Linked DNA regions of Anser cygnoides: region 1 is linked to region 2. The links are chromatin contacts, called in public Hi-C maps. All regions are on one chromosome and are shown on one strand. Each heading gives the region's core, a stretch centred on a gene start, on an enhancer-like site or on the middle of the called end of the contact. The rest is flanking DNA. Distances are from core to core; before and after follow the strand shown. Region 1 holds the start of VEGFA (vascular endothelial growth factor A). Region 2 holds the start of MRPL14 (mitochondrial ribosomal protein L14).

The links. A called contact is a pair of places that touch in the nucleus more often than the background predicts.
Region 1: a contact with region 2 is called in a Hi-C map of liver, with 4 times the contacts expected there. The contact joins the promoter of VEGFA here to the promoter of MRPL14 in region 2. A contact is called at or near these places in 3 of 7 Hi-C or Micro-C datasets (all in liver).

Annotation. Positions count from the first base shown.
Region 1 is chr3:34,260,340-34,263,039 of Taihu_goose_T2T_genome, reverse strand. VEGFA (vascular endothelial growth factor A) reads left to right here and starts at 1,339. Exons shown (of 6, transcript XM_066993857.1): 1 at 1,339-1,474. The coding sequence starts at 1,409.
Region 2 is chr3:33,928,863-33,931,562 of Taihu_goose_T2T_genome, reverse strand. MRPL14 (mitochondrial ribosomal protein L14) reads right to left here and starts at 1,419. Exons shown (of 3, transcript XM_066993852.1): 1 at 1,347-1,419. The coding sequence starts at 1,404. It overlaps TMEM63B (transmembrane protein 63B), which reads left to right and starts at 48. Exons shown (of 24, transcript XM_048080106.2): 1 at 48-202.

The DNA of each region.
Region 1 (2,700 bases), core at 90-2,589, 330 kb before region 2:
AAGAAATCACCGCAGCTGCAAAGCAAAGGGCTTGGGGGGCCGGGCGGCGGCCGGGATGGCAATTTGTCCCCTGCTGCCCCCTCCCCCCAAATGGCTCTGCTGGACTTTGGAGCGATTCCCACGGGCGGGCGAGGTGAATTTTGACCCGAACTCACGCATCGCTCGGCGGGGCAGAAAGCGCGCCCGTGGGGCTGCCGGGGTGGGGCGGGTGGGGGAAAAAGGTGGGCGCGCATCGTGGGAACCGCGGGTGGGGGACGGGGTGGGGGACACGATCCCGAGTGGGGCGAGCTTTGGGGGGGGGGGGGGGCGCGCCGCGCACCCCCTTTTACCTCCGTGGCCTTTTCGCCCAGAGCCGCAAGGACGAGAGGGGAGGGGAAGGAGGGAGGGGAATCGCCAGAGAGGGTGGGACTTCGGCGGAGCGTCTCTCCCCGCGGCCGCGCCGAGCAGTTGCAGAGCGCCGGCGAGCGGGCGGTGGGGCGGGCGCTGCGCGGGGAGCGGGCGCTGCGCGGAGCCGCCGCTGGAGTGCGCGGAGCCGCCGCTGCCGCGGCGCCGGGGGGCGAGGAGCGCACGCCGAGCCGGCGGGGGACAGCGCGCCGCGGGAGCACCTCAGCCCTCCCCGGGCACCGGGACCTGCGCTTGGCTCGCCGCCTTGCTTTATCCTCCTCCCGTTTAATTGAATTTTTTTTTTTTTCCCCCCCACCTATACTTTGGATTTTTTTTTTTTTCTCTCCCTTTCCTGCAGAGCCCCCCCCCCCCCCCCCCCCCCCCCCCCCTTTTCCCCTCTTCTCCGCCCCGGTTGCCTCCCTCTCCAGCCAGTTTGGATTTTTTTTTCTTTTTCTTTTTTTTCGCCCTCTTCTGATTTTTTTTTTTTTTTTAAAAAGCGGTGGACGGCCGAGCGGCGGCGGGCTCAGCCCCTTCCATCCCCCCGGCGGGGGGAGGCAGCCGCCGCGAAGAAGAGGTGGGGGGCGCGCAGGAAAAGAGATGCATTGAAACTTTTCCCCGCAAACTTTGGCGTGAGTGCGCGAAGCCGAGAGCGAGCGCGGCGCGGGTGCCTCTGCCTGCCCCGGTTGCCGCTGTGGAGCTCGGATTGCCCGGCGGCGGGGGCCGGGCGGCGGCGGCGGGGCGGCCGCGGAGCCTGCGCTCGGCCCGGCGGAGCGCCCACCGGGAGCAGCAGCGGGGGCCGCCGGCGGAGAGCCGGCCTTATGGAGGGGTGAACGCGGACGCCCCGAAGAGGAGCCCCCCTTCCCCCGGAGCCCCTCGCAGCGCCCGGCCGGCGGCACCCCAGGAGGGCACGGAGGAGGCGCGGGCGAGAGCGCGGCGGGGCGGCGGCGGCGGCGGCGGCGGGGCGGCGGCGGAGGCGAGGCGGAGCGCGGCGGGCCCCGTTCCTCCGCGGCGTGCGGCGGCAACCATGAACTTTCTGCTCACTTGGATCCACTGGGGGCTGGCGGCGCTGCTCTATCTGCAGAGCGCGGAGGTAAGCGGCGGGACGGGGCTTTTGTGCCCCCGCGTGCGGAGGGGAAGGGGTTGGGGGGGCGGGAAAAATTAAGAAAAAAAATGGTTTTTTTTCCTTTTTTTTTTTTTTTTTTTAAAAATTTATTCCCCCTTCCCTCGGCTCCCACCTGCTCGCTGTGCCCGTGCGAGGGGGGCGAGGCGCGGAGGGGCCGCGCACATGTGCGCGCATTGCACGCCCCCGCCGTGGGGCTCCGCGGGGCCGGGGCGCTGCGCGGCGCTGCGCGGGGCAGGGAAGGGAAGGGAAGGCAAAGGAGGGGAGGCAGCGCGCTGGCTTCTTGCATCAGCCTCTCTCCTGCCGGCCTCGGCTCTCCTGACATTGCAAAAGGGTGTTTCGGCGGTATTTGCCTTGGGTCCCGGCTCGGGTTCGCGCTGCCTTGTGGAGTTCAAAATACCTAGCTGGAAAAACAAATAGAGATCAAAGAGGACAAAATGGATCCTGAATTTCTTCCAGATTGATTTTTTTTTTTCAAAATGCATATCTCCTGCACCGAGATTACAAAACCCCTCGTTTTTCCCTTCTCTCCTTCCTCGGTCACTTTTACTTTTGCCTCATTGTCATTCCTGAGCGATTAGAAACCGACTCTTCCTCCTTGTCTTTCTCTCCTTTAAAAAAAAAAAAAAAGGAGAGAGAAAAAGAAAGGCAGCTTTCTGTGCAAACCTGTCCTATAAATCTGTTTTCAAAAGAGTCAAGAGGGCTGTGTTGCCAAGAGATATTAAGGGGTTTAGACAGAGTGCCCACGTGAAAGTGGCTGTATGCTAGGCAGGCGTGGATTATGTTTTAAGGGCTGTAAGGAGCTAGTTCTCCCCTGCCATTCCTCCTCAGCTCTTGGCGAGAATGCGGGCCAGATCATCTCCCACTGTCGTGAACATAAACGTCGCTTGCAAACTAATCAGTTATTCACATTGTTTGTTCAGCACCGATGCTGGAAGGTAACTCCCCAATTAGGAGCCATTTCAGCTGTAACCGAAGTCATGCAGGCACTGCACGCTTTGTTTCTAGCCTGTTATATCTCTACTTTCTCCAGTGACAGCCGCACGTTAGGCTGTGCTCGATGGGAACCGAGGCTGAGCTCTCATTAGAGCGTGTCACGGAGCAGCTCCGTGCAGCCAGCCTGCCAGATTTGGCTCGTGGGACGATTCTTTCCGCTCTCCAAGAGTTTTTCCACCGTCACCGAAAACAGGGCTTCT
Region 2 (2,700 bases), core at 170-2,669:
CCACCTCACTCCGGAGGCCGCCGCTCACGCTCCCACCGCCCGGTGCGCATGCGCGCCGCCGCCCCCTCGGCCCTCCCCTCGCCGAGCGGAGCCGAAGATCGCCGAGCGGCGCCGAGCCGCCCCCTCCCTCCCGTCCCGGCCCGTACCGGTCCCGGCCCCGGCGGCCGGGGGGAGCCTGGAGCCCGTCCGCGCCTGGCACCGGGTGAGCGCGGCGGGGCGGGGGGCGCCGGCTGCCATCTTGGGGGCGGGCGTGGGGCTCGGTGACCGTCATTAGCCCGCAGGACGGCTCCTTCCACCCCGAGCCCTCCGCGGTGTCCCGGTAGGGTCCCGGTAAGGCGCCCCCGGGGAAGGGGAAGGGGGGGGGGGGGGGGTGCTGCGTGCCGGTAACCCCGGGGGGGGGATCGGGGGTGCCGTGGTCGTGGGGCGGGGGGGAGGTTTTCGGGGCGTTGCGGTGCTCCGCTGCGTGCCCTTCTGGCCGCTCGCCGTCCCGGTGCCACCGGTCGGGGCGGGAAGGGAAAAATACCCGCGGTCTGCGCCGAGAAACGCCGGTTTCTAAGCTCAGAAATGCCGGTTTCCAAGCTGAGAAACGCCGCCTGCTCCGCCGCTGCTCGTTGTTCCCCTCCTCCTGCCCTCTTACAGCCCCCCCCCGCCCCCCGGCCGGCTCTGTTGGCTCTCCGCAGCGAGAAGACGGGCTGGGAGCTCGCCTTCACGGGTCGGCATTCACCTCAGAGCCACAGCCCCCGACCCCTTCTTCCCAAGAACGGACGGCCCCGGCTCGGGGCGGCTTTGCGGGGGTGCCGCCGGCCTGCTGCTCCTGCCCGCTGGGCTTCCCCCGAGCCTGGGGCACCCGGGGCACCCCGCTGCCGTCCTGCCCCCGGTGCGGGGCTCGTGCCCCGCGTACATCCTCGTGATGCCGTGATCCAGGAGCCCGGGGGTCTCGGGGGGTCCCCGGGGAAGCGTTAGGGGTCTGCGCTGCCCGCCGTGGGGTGCCTGACGGGGGCCGGTTACGGGCCCGATGGGGGATTCGCGTACCAGAGGGTCTGCGGGCGCTGCGCCCTGCTCGTGGAGGCAGGGACAACGGGGCTTACTGGAGACCTGGGCCCGATCTCCCCCGTGGCTTTTTTTGGTGCAGAGACGGAACGTGACGACGGGGATGTTCGGGAAACGGAGCCGCCTCCGGGGTTCGGTTCCACGTCCTTCAACAAAACGGCACCGCTGCTGAGGCCTTTTTTCTTAATCCGCCAGCTGCTTCCCCGAGGGTGGGAACAAAGGAGAGAGGGAGGGGAGCAGACCTCGGCGGCACCCCTGCACCTGAAGCCGCCTCCCCCGAGGCTCCCCAGCAGCACCTGGGTTTGGGTGGCTCGGCGGCTCCCAGCGTGTGCTGGGCTGCATCTCCATCCCCATGGTAACGGGCCAGAAGGGGCCTTTTTCCCGTGGCACCGGGTCTTTCGCTGCCCACCGACAGCAAGGAGGGGCCCCAGCCGGCCCCACCAAGTCCCGGTTCTCGCCTGATGGCGCGGAGGCACCGGGCGGGAGCGTCCCCCCGGGATGCTGCGTGACTCAGAGGAAGGCTCGCCTTTGTCTGGTCTCCTGCTCCTCCTCCCAGCTCCCCAGGCCCGTGTCTGGGCTGGGCAGGCAGGAAGCAAGTGCTTTGCTGCAAGCGTGCTCTCTGCTTTCACCCCAGCTCAGCGTGGCAGCTACAACCACTGGAAACGGGAGAAAGGGGAGTTGTCTTTCCCCCCCCCCCCTTTCCCCCATTTTGCAGGCAGGATTTACCTACCTTGACCCACCCCGAGAGGGCTCAGGCTCTGTGCTTTGGGCTGCACGTTGAGATATGCTGCTCCCATCCTCCCTGCTCCGGGCAGAGGCACAAAGTGGGGCTCAGCGGGGACCCCCTGGTGCTTGGTCAGCCCAGCCAAGGAGCGGGCTGGTGCTGCCGTGCTCTTACTGAGATGGATTCCTGCTCACCAGCCTCCTGGAGATCTGGGGTGTGCAGGAGCTGCCCCGAGCATGTCCTGCTCCGGAGCTCCTCCGCCTGCAGCTCTCACGGAGGCCGTGTGCCGCAGGGTAGCAGTGGAGAGGGTTCAGGGGATGGGCCTGATGTGTTTTCTAGCAAGAAATTGATCAGAAAACAACAAAGGAATGATAAAAACAAATGTGTGTACGTGTACACGCTCTGCAAGAGAAAGAGGGCAAGATCCGTGACGGCGGTGCCAAGCTTGTGGAGCCGAGGCTTGCAGTATGAAGCGGCTTTTCTCCGAGGCTGCAGGCCTGTGCTTGGCACTGCCTCCTCGCTTCGCGTTCCTCCAGTGTGGAGCTGGGTGTCTGCCCTCTGCTCCAGATACCGATCGGCTGCAGCAAGCCCTGGCCTCCCTCGCTAAGCGTGAGATGCTGGATGCTTTCCTCCGGGCTTCTCCGCAGCGTTTGCTCCCCTTACTGGGTTATTTCAGCGAGCTGGGTGTGCTCGTGATTGTCAAGCAGCACCAGAAAGGCTCCCGTTCTCCCCTTTAACGCTGTGTGTCGATGCTGCCCGCCGTTCTCCTTCCTCTGCCTTCCCAGGAAACCAGTGCTCTCCTCGGGCAGATTCAGGCTGGCAAGGTGGGGACCCTGCTGGCACAGCCCTCCGCATCGTCGTAGCGAGGTCTCCTATTCCTGACATGCTTCGGGCTGATTGTGCCGGCAGCCTCTGCCCACGTAGTT